Regions from separate parts of the Anser cygnoides genome. Here region 2 is linked to region 1. The links are chromatin contacts, called in public Hi-C maps. All regions are on one chromosome and are shown on one strand. Each heading gives the region's core, a stretch centred on a gene start, on an enhancer-like site or on the middle of the called end of the contact. The rest is flanking DNA. Distances are from core to core; before and after follow the strand shown. Region 1 holds the start of RPL26L1 (ribosomal protein L26 like 1). Region 2 overlaps DUSP1 (dual specificity phosphatase 1).

What was found. Hi-C and Micro-C count contacts between places; a contact is called where the count stands out from the background.
Region 2: a contact with region 1 is called in a Hi-C map of liver, with 11 times the contacts expected there. The contact joins the enhancer-like site here to the promoter of RPL26L1 in region 1. A contact is called at or near these places in 4 of 7 Hi-C or Micro-C datasets (fetal liver, granulosa cells and liver).

What each region holds. Positions count from the first base shown.
Region 1 is chr14:10,528,023-10,534,149 of Taihu_goose_T2T_genome, forward strand. It overlaps RPL26L1 (ribosomal protein L26 like 1), which reads right to left and starts at 3,615. Exons shown (of 4, transcript XM_048080352.2): 1 at 3,466-3,615; 2 at 2,418-2,590; 3 at 1,570-1,710. The coding sequence starts at 2,585. ERGIC1 (endoplasmic reticulum-golgi intermediate compartment 1) reads right to left here. Exons shown (of 10, transcript XM_048080351.2): 10 at 4,953-6,127.
Region 2 is chr14:10,620,811-10,627,478 of Taihu_goose_T2T_genome, forward strand. DUSP1 (dual specificity phosphatase 1) reads left to right here. Exons shown (of 3, transcript XM_067005574.1): 2 at 1-18; 3 at 549-1,588. The coding sequence ends at 919. Among named protein-coding and RNA genes, the nearest start is that of DUSP1, 4.4 kb to the left of the region's middle. Within about 2 kb of position 3,026, at least 1 of the 3 cell types and tissues checked has open chromatin away from gene starts, as enhancers often do. A contact at or near this core is called in liver, where this site is marked.

The sequences.
Region 1 (6,127 bases), core at 2,365-4,864:
TCAGGTGGATGGTTGGACTCCATGCGTCTTTTCCAACCTGAACGATTCCATTAATTTCTCCATGTTTTAAACAATGCTACCTGCGTTTTGGAACACTGGAAAACCACACAGCTGCTGGCTGCTGTCGTGTCATTGCTATGCTGCCTGGAATAACCGAACATCTGGCGTAACTGCAGGGAACAATGAAGTCCACGCACCACTGACTCGTACGTGGAGAACGCTTCCAAGAACACGATCTGCTATTGACCAGTTGTAAAGCGGACAGGAATTATCAAGCATTACTAACATGGACACACAAAAGATAATCTGCCCAATCCATTCGCTACCAGATCCTTCGCGACGTTTTGTAACAACGCAGAAGAAAACCCAAGTGCTGATTCTCAGCCCCTGGACAACCTTCAGTGCTTTTTCTGCTCCCAAAACTGGCGATGAAATAAATACTTTGATATTATTGAAAGGAGCACTTTAAAAATACAATTGACATAATCAAATCTGAGAAAACTGACATAGGCTGCAGTACAGCGAAATGCTCCTGGTTAGTTCCATTGTGCGGTCCGGTCTCAATCATCCCTTTACCTAAAAGAGGCAGACACCGCTCACCCATCCCATTGCCAGCTTGCAACAAAGCGTTCCCCTGTTCCCATGCACTAACAACTCGAATCCGCATACAAAGCTTTCCCGAGGTCCAATTCCCAGTTAGGGAGAGCGCTCACAGAAACGCAGGACCAGCACCAACCTCAATTTCTCCCACTGCTATTTATCAGGGAAGTAACGTCCAACTGCAGGTACGCTGGTTCCCTCAGTGTCACCTTGTACCTCAGATGTTGTTCCTGCACACAAGCCATTAGGCTGTTTTGGAATCATTCTGCTCTGCCTCTCCCGTACACACCAACCCTTCAGACCAGAAAACCTGCTACAACTGGATTTCCTCCACCAGCACTTCGATACCCGTGCCCACATGACAGGTTTGGGGCAGACTCATTTCATCTGCTTCAAACTAGGTTTCTGGCTAGTTGTTCTGTTTAATTGGAAATGTTTTGCTATTATGATCTAAACAGGCTTTGCCTGGTTTTCGCTAACTCTGAACGCTGTGAAACACTTCAGGCTAAAACTAGATGCAGGCAAAATTAGCGCATAACAGCCACAAGAACAAACCACAGTTCTGAGCATCTACCCAAACATTTCCAACACTTCCTTAGTCAGTGCAGTGCCACACAGCAACAATGAAGAGTTGTTCTAAATGATCAGTTCCCAAAACAATCAAACAAAAAAATAACTATTTGTGCTTTAAAATCGCCAAGCTCTTCCAAAAAGCACTTTAGGAACACTCTGAAGTCTGTTGCAACTTCTCCACCAAATAAGCCTCAGAAATATCTGAGAGCTCCCGGTTCCAACCATTACTTCCCTGCTACCGTGACCCTGTAACTTTTCTTTATTAACGCCCATCCCAATCAATCTCAATCCGTTACTCCATGTGCCGTAACAAGGTTCTACTTAAGCAAGCAGCAGATTTTTCATGTGGCAGCAAGGCCTCTTTTTGCACCGCAGATGTCACTTTACACCCTGTACCTTGCTAGGATGGATTCCCACGTGCACAGTCGTGCCGTTGGCCTTCTCGCGCTGCACACGTTCGATGTAGATGACGTACTTCTTCCTGTACACCTGGACCACCTTGCCGATCTGCTGTCCTTTGTAATGCCCCCGGACAACCTGCAGGAGCACACAGAAGGCACACGTTCCCAATACTTCCAAAACACCCCTGTAACAATCACCCGGCCTTAGCAAACACAACTTAATTATCCCATCAGAAAACCAGAACTGCACGGGTTGAGCTCCCAACTCTGCTCATGCCAGAAAGCTACCAGTTACTGGATTTAGCTGATCACTAAAATGGAAAATACAATGGATCAGAACTGTACTTTTCACTCACTTTGCCTGCAGTAAGCCCTGATCAAGTAACTTCAACTCTTTTCAACCGGAAAGGTAACAGTCAACCCCAACTGTTTTTCATCCTAACTTCTCTTCTATCATTACATTTTAAAACAAAAAGGCCACCTAACTCCATTCATTTCTAAACTGATCTTTCCCATATCACTGGTAGCAAACAGTCTACAGAAAGAAAACAAACAATTCTTTGCCTTATTGTTTAAAGTCTTTAATCCAGAGTGATAATCAATGCATGCAACTAAATCACGCATGTGAACAATGCACATACTTCTACTGCCACGTTTATGTTCCTTTTACCTTCCTTCTCACTGGTTGTGTCTCAAGAAATATTCAACAGGACAAACCTATGATTACGTTAACTTGTATTATTTTTACAAGACTCATGGTAAAGCCGTGGCATCGATTTGAATTTGTCGTGGAAAACAAAATATGAATAAACTTCAAGCGTGACAGTACAGCCTGAAAGATACCTGGACTTCATCGTCCTTTCTGATGGGCATCGAGCGGACGTTGTATTTCTGCCGCAACTCCTTGGAGAGCGGGGAGGACATTATTTTTCTTCGGATGTGAGAAGGTGCATTGAAGTGCCGTTTGCGGTTCTTGCTGCGGTCTGAGGTCACAAATGGATTGAACTTCATTTTGGCTGCAGGAAGAAAAACAGTACTTTGAGAAGCTTGTAACTCAAAGGCATTCGTGCTACTGTCTGCCTACGCTAAGTACGCTAAAACTTAAAAGCTCACTTCAGCTGTTTTTATTCCTACTCCCGATTTGTGTAATTTTATAAACTGCATTTCAAAGGTTTCAGCCTCTTCCATGAGTGACAATGACACTGTGGATTGACAGAAGTGCTCTATGTGTGCATGCGACCATTCTTTCTAACCCAAAGCTAAGTGTACTCAGAGTGCAGGACATCTGATCGAGTAGTCTTAATTTTACACCAAGGTAAACGTTTGCTTTATTTATGAAGTGAGCGCACATTTCACACTCGCACAGATAGAATACCTGTAACGCTTAGAGGCTGCCTGCGCAGTGTACTACTAGACTTTGCAGCACGTAACAGATTTGTTAAACAAACTGCGCTTGGCCATTCCTAAGCCTTAATAACCACCCTGAGGTTGTCTATCAGAGCACAGCTCTGCCCTGACCGACAGGCTGCCCCCCGGGTGCTTCTGCTTGCCCGCGGCAAGCCTCCGCCCACTGCTAACCAGAAGATCGCAGCCTTCCACTACGGAAGACCCCTAAATCAGCCAGGTCAGCGCGGAGCCTGCCACCCACCCGCTCGCCGCCGCGCACCGCCCCGTGCCGGTGCCGGGCCCCGCCTGAGCAGGCAGCCCGGGCTGCAGGCCGGGACAGCCCCGGGCTCAGCGGCGGCCAGCGAGCGGCCCCTCCAGGCCCAGCGGCGCCCAACCCCGGCAGCGGGGCCCGGTCCCGGCCCCGGCCCGCCCCCAGCCGCGGCGGATGCCGGCCGATACCGGCGGATGGCGGCGGATGCCCGCGGCCCGCCCGCGGCGCCCTCACCCCGCTGCTGCCGCCGCGCCGCTCGGCCGGAAAGAGGAGAGGGAAGCACTTCCGCTTCCGGCAAGAGGCAGCGGGGTTCGCGCGAGAGCTCGCGAGAGGAGCGGGCGCGAGCAGCGCCCCCTGGCGGCCGGAGGCCAACGGCGGGGGCTGAGACGGGCGGGGGCGCGGCCACGTGGGGCTGGGGGCGTGGCCAGGCGAGAGGGGGCGTGGCCACGCGGGCGGTTCTCCCCCGCCCCTCCCGGGCCCCCTGAGGGCTCCCCTGAGGCGCCGAGGCCCGGCCCCAGCCCCCCCCCCCCCAACCCCGCTGCCTCAGGGGGGCACTCCTTTTTTATTTCCCCCCCCCAACCCGCTTTGTTTTCTAGTAAATTATTCCCAATTGTTCAATTCTGGTAGAAATGAAGCGTCTCCCCTCGGAGCTGGGGAGCTGATTCCCAAAAGGGGGTGCGGGGGGTCCCGTCCCTCAGGCAGGCGGTGTAGGGCAGGAGCAAGGCACGCGCAGCCCCCCAGTTAAAAATAAGTAATTACTTAATGTGGTGCGGATACACAGCGCCCATGTTCAGTCTGTCGTAACCCTTCGCAATTTAATCTTCCATAATTACCTCAGTGTGATTTCTAAATACTTAGTGAAGCAAGACGAGAAGGAAATTAAAAGGTTGGGGGGAGGCAAAAAAGGGGTTATTTTACATACCAACTCACCGCGTGAGTAAAGCCAAAACCAGCAAGTTCCAAGCAAAATCCACGCACCTCATTTAAAAAAACAAAAGGGAAAAAAAAAAAACAAAAAAAAACCAACCTGAGGTTAGGACACTTGGTACCGTTCAAAACCGAGCACTGAACGTCCAGACATGAGTCAGGGCTGATTGCAAAAGAGCCTCGCGTTAACTTTCGGCAGAGTGACCTGGCTTACAGTGATTTCATTGCGCGATAACGCTTAGTTCATTGGAACAATAATTAAAAACAAACGAAAAAACCCTTTCAGATTGATTTTGCAATGGCAGTGCAACAAGAAGCCAATCAAAACACGAGAGATTTATTTTTAATTGTAGAACTAAAAAGTCTAGTATTTTATTAACATGAGGTTGCAAATTAAAAGGGAAATGCGAGAACTCCCTAATAAACTCCACTGTAAAAATGCAAGACTTGTGCTTTAAACATTGCCACACCACGTTACAGGACTGCAAACCCTGCCCCTCTCCCCCTCCTTCCCAGGACTATTGAGAAATACCTCATCGCCACATTTCATCTGGAACTTCAAAGGGCTGTTCTAAAGCAGATACTCGTTGCAGTCATTTTCAGCCCCAAAAGTCTGCGTATCACACAACCAGAAAGCAACTTTAAACGAGAAATAGTCAGAAAATTAGCTATAAACATTACCATCTACACTGCAGATTTCACTTTTACAGAGCAGTAGTTAAATGCAAATACTTGATACATCAAACATTCATAAATGCATCTCAATTTTTTTCTTCTCAATTTCCATTTTCTTAAAAAAAACAAAACCACTTTAGCAGTCCACATAGTTCTTGAACATGCCAAAGCACAGCTTTACAGCTTCCCCTAGAGCTGAAATTCTGACTCCACCATCACAAAGCATCCCGTGCTGCAAGTTCTCATTGTATGATGAAGCGCAGCTTCAAAGAGGTTTATTTAAACCAGAATATACACAAGTTCTAAATGTTTTACTTCCTACAGGGATGTCGTTCTTGGAGAACCACAAATACTTCTGTCAAAATACTGATTTGAAAGAGCAAAGTCAAGAAGATGAATTAACACCTACAATCAACAGTTTTCCTTCCACTATGGCTTGAGATTATTGTTGTTTTCACTGATGTTTAAAAGCATAACTACGCTCATTTTATCTCTAGAAAATGTCTGAGAATAGAAGTGAAATCTAATGACACATGTATGCACGGGGCAGGCCTGCTGCAACAGTAACCACCGCGCTTTCACATTTGGAGAGAAGAGCAAATTCTTCTGTAAACACACGATGCAGCAACATTACCTGATCCAAGCCAGCCATGCCTGAAGGACAAGCATGCCACAACGGCCAGCAGACCCAAAGTCAGCCTTGGCTTGGCAGTGCTCAGAGGCTTAGACCTGGCTTAGAGAACTAAGGTGCAGACTGTTTCTTCAGCAGTTTTGCCAGAACTTTATTATAATTTGGTTTCCACATTTAGGAAAAAAAAAAAAAAGTGATTTATTACATTATTGCAGTGGACATTTTGGCAGAGAAAGCAAGCACACTGAAGTATGCAATCTGTTATTTCCAAAAAAAGTGAAACAATTTCACTGATCTGGTTTAAAGAACTGGCCTGGACTGCGCAGAAGGCAGCGTTTAATTCAGATAGAGGATGGGGGAGAAGGGCAGAAATCACACACTGGGGGCAAGAAACACGCAGGAATCTGCAATCAACTTTTTCTAGTTTGTGTTGAAGAAATTATAATAGGGAAGAAATTTCAGAAAACTGACAGCACAATCCGCTGTGCTACAGGAATCTTCTCTTGCATCACCCAGAAGGATGCCCTGCTAAGATATTAACATTGCATCCCTGTAATCCATCAAGTTCACATGCTATAAGCAAAGATCCAACAAATTTAAGAGAAAAAACTAGGATTTTTTTTTGCTTTAAATTTCAGTTGGTGACTGTGGATCAGAGGAAAT
Region 2 (6,668 bases), core at 1,776-4,275, 92 kb after region 1:
AGGCGATTGATTTCATAGGTAAATGAGCTTTCTCTATGGTTCTTTTGTCTCGTGTGGTGTACCCTGGGAGTGATTTTTTTTTCCTTTTTTTGGGTGGGAGTGGTATTGTCTTCCTCAGCACAGCCACGTTTGAGATTGGGGAACCTTTGTTGTGAAGGGATAAATGCCCAGGGAATGTGTCCATTAATTTTATTCAGCTGAGAGGAATAATCTTGGCTTTACAAAACTGTTTGAAATCTTGAATCAAGAGGCATTAGTCTTGCAGAAAAGAGCTAGTGAATTTAAGCGGATCAGTATTAAAGTAATCTTGCGAGACTGCTAAAGTGACCTGGAGGACCTATTAGTATAATTGGAATTGGAGCCCAGAATGAAAATAGCTAGAGTGCTGTTTCCCTCAGGACAAAGGCTCTCTTTGTCTCGAAAGCACCAGGCTCACCTATTCGGTTAAGGAAGGGATGGATTAAAGACATGTAAAATGGCAGGCGCTGCTTCCCCACCTCTGGAAGCAGTGGGACTTGTTTGCTAACTGTGTATTTTAATTCTTTCAGACTCTGTTAAAAACGATGGAGGAAGGGTGTTTGTGCACTGCCAGGCTGGCATTTCCCGGTCAGCGACCATCTGCCTTGCTTATCTCATGAGGACCAACAGAGTCAAGCTGGATGAAGCCTTTGAGTTCGTGAAGCAGAGAAGGAGCATCATCTCCCCAAACTTCAGCTTCATGGGGCAGCTGCTCCAGTTTGAGTCGCAGGTCCTTGCCCCCAACTGCTCAGCAGAAGCTGGGAGCCCCGCTATGTCAGTATTGGACAGAGGAGCATCGACCACCACAGTCTTTAACTTTCCAGTCTCCATCCCTGTTCACACCTCGTCCAATGCTTTAAGCTACCTTCAGAGTCCCATCACCACTTCCCCGAGCTGCTGAGAGGCAGGTGAAAATGCGGTCAGAACTCAGACGTACTGTCTCAGAAGTGCAATAACTATGGGGACAGTGTCATCAGTCACTTGTGTCTTGTGGGGAACCATCCGTGCATCCCAGAACACTGTCACGAGCAGAGGAGCTCACCTGATGCCAGAGAACTAGGTGTTACAGACTCTCTTGCTGTCTTCTAAAGCCAATATCTGGATGCCTACGCAAAGAGCAAAGGACGCTGTGTTTTCCTGAGCTGTTCCCCCTTGTCTTCTGTTTGTCCTAAGCCTGCTGCACATTTAGTAGTGTGCTCACCAGTATTCCCATTCCTGGACACTTTAAGCAACACTGATGCTGTCCCCTCTTATGACAATCCTATTTATTTATTTTTACATTAGAGCATTGTTTTGCCTTCATGAACTTACAGTTTCATTTCTAGAGAAACTAAATACCTCAGCATTTTTTGGTACTGTAATCCTGTGTGTATATATCTGTCAGCTCTTCTTGTTTCCCAAGCACTGACATGAAAGCACCACAGGCGCGTGCTTTTTTGAGTTGCCAAGGGTTGTATGTTTGATTTATTTATGATGTGAAATAATATATTTCTTCTTATGAAGACATAGTTTTGTTACGTGACTATAACTTTTTATACAAACAGAATAAATTATAGTATTTCTATTGAAAGCTGGATTATATTATTTAAAGTCTTGTGCATCTTACTGTCCTAAAACTTTACAAGCTCCCAGATACCAAGCAAAAGAAGTCAGTCTGAATTTCTAATGGTGTTTGGCCCCAGGTAGTGCAAATTCCTAGGGTCTTGACTGAACTAGACAGAAAAAGGAATTTAAAAACAACATACTTGACTAGAAACTTCTGCCATTTCTTAACCTGAGCTCTTTGTCCCTGTATAATTATGTGCTGTGGCAAACAGCCAAGGCCAGATTCTCAGCTGTAAGGTGGCTTTGGCTGCAGTATTGGCAACTGAGCTGTAATAGTTCGAACCAACTGAGACTTGGGCAAGGGACTAGAGGGGAGTTAAAATAGTCCTCTCCCAGGAAGGAGGAAGAAGCTTCCTTATTGCTTGTTTACTTTGAATGCTTCAAAGGTTAAGTCTAAAAATTAACCTGTTGCTAGCTGATCTCCAGTGCTGCTGAGTTTGTGCCAAGGTGTTTTCTTTTTCTGTCTTGCCTCCTTAACTCCTTTCTGCAATTCAAAGCGCCTCTGATCCCTGCAGTGAAATATTTGGCTTGCTGTGCTATCTCTGGAGATAAATCAGGGCATAACAACAGGCCAGGTTACCAGCAGTCATATAACTTCTTACACAGACCCAAATAAATTCTCTGGCTGCAGATTCCCACTAGACTGGACTTTTCCCCAGCATTTAAGCTGAGGCAAGGAGAAGTTTTATCTAGCATAACAAAAGGCAGGGAGACAAGCCCTGACTGGTTGGTGCTGCTGGCAGCTCGTGGGCAGGAGCTGCGGGGCGATGGTGGCAGCAAATGGTGCGGGGCTGATGCTGTGGATGGGGTGTGACACCTCTGTGGGGTGTGTAGGGGGGGAGCAGCGCTGCTGGGACATGTCCTTACCGGGGGAAGCTAATGTGGGAGAAATGCAGCTGGAGGCTGGTTTTTTAAGCAAGTTAGTGGTGGCAGCGCCAGCTAACTGGACGTGGGGGGGCACTGGGACAGCAGGTGTTCTGGCTCTGCATCTACTCCAGGAGGAAGCTGCCAGTCCTCGCATCGCTGAAATTCAAGGAGTCACGTGCTGCTTTTGCCCCATCAAAAATGGATTTGCTCAGGCAGATAACAGCAGTTTATGATTCTTTGTGTAATATCAGGGCGTCCTAATAGCTACAATCCAAAGTCAACGTTTAAGCACAAAGCAGCTGCAGTCCTGTCACATAACCGAAGATGTACTGAGCACCACAGCCTCCTGCTGAAACCCTGCAAGTTACCTGGAGCGCTAACGGTGCTAAAACCCAGGCCCCTTGAAGCGAAGGTGCCCTTGAAGGCCGGGATGATGCAGCGCTGCGTCTGAAAGGCTTCCACGTGTGCTGCTCCGCAGACGCAGCTCTGTCGTCAGCGCCGCGCTTCGACCTGACGCCAAGGGATAAAAACAAATGGAGCAGCTAAAAGGGAAAGGAGGAGAGCTCCCCAGGCTCCAAGAACCGAAGTTAAAAAGTCTTTCTGCAGTGTGAAGCACCTCAAAGTGCAATGTCCTCCCCAAAAGTCCTTCTCATCCTGCAGAGCCTGCAAAACCCCTTTCTTTCCTCCATGGAAAGTCCCTGGGCAGGGACTCCATGGGATCGCACCCACCGCTGCATTCCTCGTAAAACTCACAAGGCTCTTTCTGGAAACGTGAGCCTTTTTTTTCACCTGCAGCAAACAGTGGAACAAACTTTCACCTTCAAAGACAAGCAGAGCTTGTTCAATGGAAAAATACAACCTTGGCAGCCCTGGCCATGCAACTGATAAAAAAAATCCTGCCTGTTAATCACAGTTCAAACAGAAATCCGCTCTCCGTCAGCCGGGGGAGGTTGTTTATGTGCTTCTTGGAACAATAAAACTCATTACCTGGCAGCCGATCAGCTTTATAGCCTAAGCAGGCACCTGACAGAGGGGCACAGAGAGCGGCTTCAGCACAAAGCAGGGCTCTGAGAGCCAGCTGGCGGTGGCACCCAGAGGCGCTGCCGGCTCAGAGCGACCTTTGCGGGCTCTGTCGTGACCCTCCTGCTGCCACCCGAGTCCCGCGGTGCCCCCAGCCCACAGATTCCTGCAAATCATCTGTGAACGGGATTGTGTCCTGATCCCAAACTGCTCCCGGGCCAGAGAAGTGAGGGATAAGGGGGAGAGAACAGCCACCAAAAGCAGGAGAGGCGCAAGCAAGAGAGCAAATGGCACGTCAGTGTGCCAACGTGTCAGCGCTGGGGGAGATGGACGGACACGGCCAAGCTGAACTTTGCTCCCTGTGCACGTGCTGGGGGGCATTTTCCCTTCTCCCCCCCCCCCCCCCCATTTATTCCCCCTGGTTGGCCGGACTTTGAACTCCTGCTATCCTGGCTCCCTGCTGTGCTAATAGGGCTCAGCTGCGCTCCTGCCCCCCTTCTGGGGGCCCGAGACCCCCAGAAACGAGGCACACAGCGGGTGTACGGAGGGCTTAGGCTTATATAAACCCGTAATTATACAGTTGCATATGTCCCCATGGAAACCACGAGGAGTTTCCCTTTGCTGAGGACGGCAGTAACATCACTTCCTGCTGCTGACAAACCAATTTGTCACAAAGTGATAAAAACGCATGTTTTGCGTTTCAGGAACTGGCTCCCGGCGTCGTTCCTCCAGGCCAGGAGCCGCTCACCCACCCCGAAGGCAAACAGCAGCCACGGGCAGCAGGGCCGGGGAAGGCATGGATGGCATGGAGCCCTTCGGGTCCCCAAAACGCCTGAACGGGGTGGGGGAGCTGGGTGCAAGACACACAAAGAAGGGTTGCAGCAGCGTGAAGCCCATCGCACGTGGTGTCCCTCCTGTGAGGGGCAGACGCAGGCAACGCAGGACCCCCGTGGGGGCACAGCAGATGAGCAGCACGTAATGCCCCCAGCAAAAGGCAGTACCCGGGGGATGTGGCGTACCCGGTTACCACACGACAGACAGACACACAGCTCCAGATTAGAGCGTCTGGGGTAATCCCCTTGTCTCAAAGCTTTTGCCTTTCTTTTGTAATCAGCGCGGAGAGGCGCTGGGTGCACTACTGCTTAGGGACTGTCCTGCGTTAGTCACCCTGGTATCAGAGCAGCAGGGCCACAAGGCTGTGTTATGTATTTAGGTTGAAAAAGAACATTACATCCTGATCATACACAGGCAAATCTAGTTTGCCCAGTTACCACCCGCCTTTTTTTTTTTTTTTCCCCTCTGGCTCCAGGACAGCAGAAAGGGCACCACAAGTCCTTTGGAAATTGCATTTCAGTGCAATCCTGGCTTTCCCAAATCTGCTCCGATCCAAGACTGTAGACAGGTAGGGAAAACAGCTAAAACCCAGGCTAAAACATACATGCTGAAAGAACAGATTATTCAAGCTTTGTACCGTGTGTGGACGCATGTAGCCTCCCCTCTACGTGCTCTTTCCTACGTGCAGAGCACAGCCAAGGCGCCAGGACAGGTGGGCACAGTTAGCGCCCATCGGGGTTAAGTGGGACCAAGGTGTTAGAGGAGGGAAGGCAGGCCTGAAGGGAAAAGGGTGAGAGCCTGGGGTGAAGTGGGAGCTGCAGAGGCTGGTGTTCTGGTGAGATACTTGGCGTTGCTCCGAGGACTTCAGCCTGGACAGATAGCTGTGCGTGGGACCTGGTCAGGTCTGCGTGTTCTGCTCTTGTGCAAATCATGGCATGCAAAGCTGAGGGCAATACCCAAGGGACATCCCTGGTACCCAGGACAGGTAGAAGTTATCTGTTTTGAGAGCTATTCCCCGTTTTGGAAGTGTAGTGTACAAGTCTGTGCCTGTCAGGAGAGCAGTGCCAGGGTCCTACGTGGACTTAGACTGGCTCCATTACCCAGTCACAGAGCAAACTTTCCCTCATCTTAGGACTAGCATTCGAAGCCAGGGAGAAGGCAGGTTTGTTCTTTGTCCCTACAAGGTGTGGCACGGCCTGTCCTCTGGGGGATTTTTCCCCTGGGAATTTCCCATTCCCAGGGTTTCAGCTGCTGTGGGGGCTGCGCATCCCTCCTGTGGGGCTGTGTGTGCCCCCAGCCTCGCGGGCACCCGTGGCAAGTCCAGGATAGGGCTGAGACCCTGGGATGCGGCTGAGCCCCCAGGATGCCATCGAGCTGGGGGTTTCCTGCGTGGCTCGCTCAAGATCCTGCATTTGCGTGCGTTTCCTGCGAGACGCAGAAATGACTCGTTCTGGGCTTCCCCTCCGGGGCGCTGCTCAGACACAGATGAGTGGGTGCGATGAGACACTCGGTGCAGCCCGCAGGTGACTTCCAGCTCCCTTCCCACCGCTGTCACCATGGCGGGTGGCCCTGTCCCCCTGGCAGGCGCTCTGTGGTGACGCTGGGCTCTGCGGGATGGGAGCCGAAAGAGCTAAAAGAGGGGACGCTTGTGAACACGCTTGGTGTGGGGAGATGGAGATGAAGCACAACTACTAACTGTAGATGTTAGCATCTCCGTGGCTTCTCCCGGACTTATCTGGGGCTTGCCTGGTGTTCACTGAGTCACAGATTGGAAGGGACCTCTGGAGATCATCTTGTCCAACCCCCCTGCTCAGGCAGGGTCACCTACAGCAGGTTGCACAGGGTCGTGCCCAGGCAGGTTTTGAGTATCTCCAGGGAAGGAGACTGCACAGCCTCCTTGGGCAGCCTGTTCCAGTGCTCTGTCACCCTCCTCAGTAAAGTGGTGCTTTCTCATGTTCAGACAGGACAACCTGTGCCGCAGTTTGTGCCCATTGCCTCTCATCCTATCGCTGGGCACCACAGAGAAGAGTCTGGGCCCATCCTCTTGACCCCCTCCCTTCAGTTACTTATAGACATTGATCAGATCCCCCCTGAGCCTTCTCTCCTCCGGGCTGACCAGGCGCAGCTCCCTCAGCCTTTCCTCATATGGGAGAAGCTCCCATCCCATCACTGTGGCCTCTCTCTGCTGGACTCCCCCCAGGAGCTCCACGTCCCCCTCGCACTGGAGGGCCTGGAGTTGGGCACCGCGCTCCAGGCAAGGCCTCAGCAGGGCTGACTGGTGGGGGAGGATGGCCTCCCTGACCTGCTGGCTGTGTTCTTCCCAA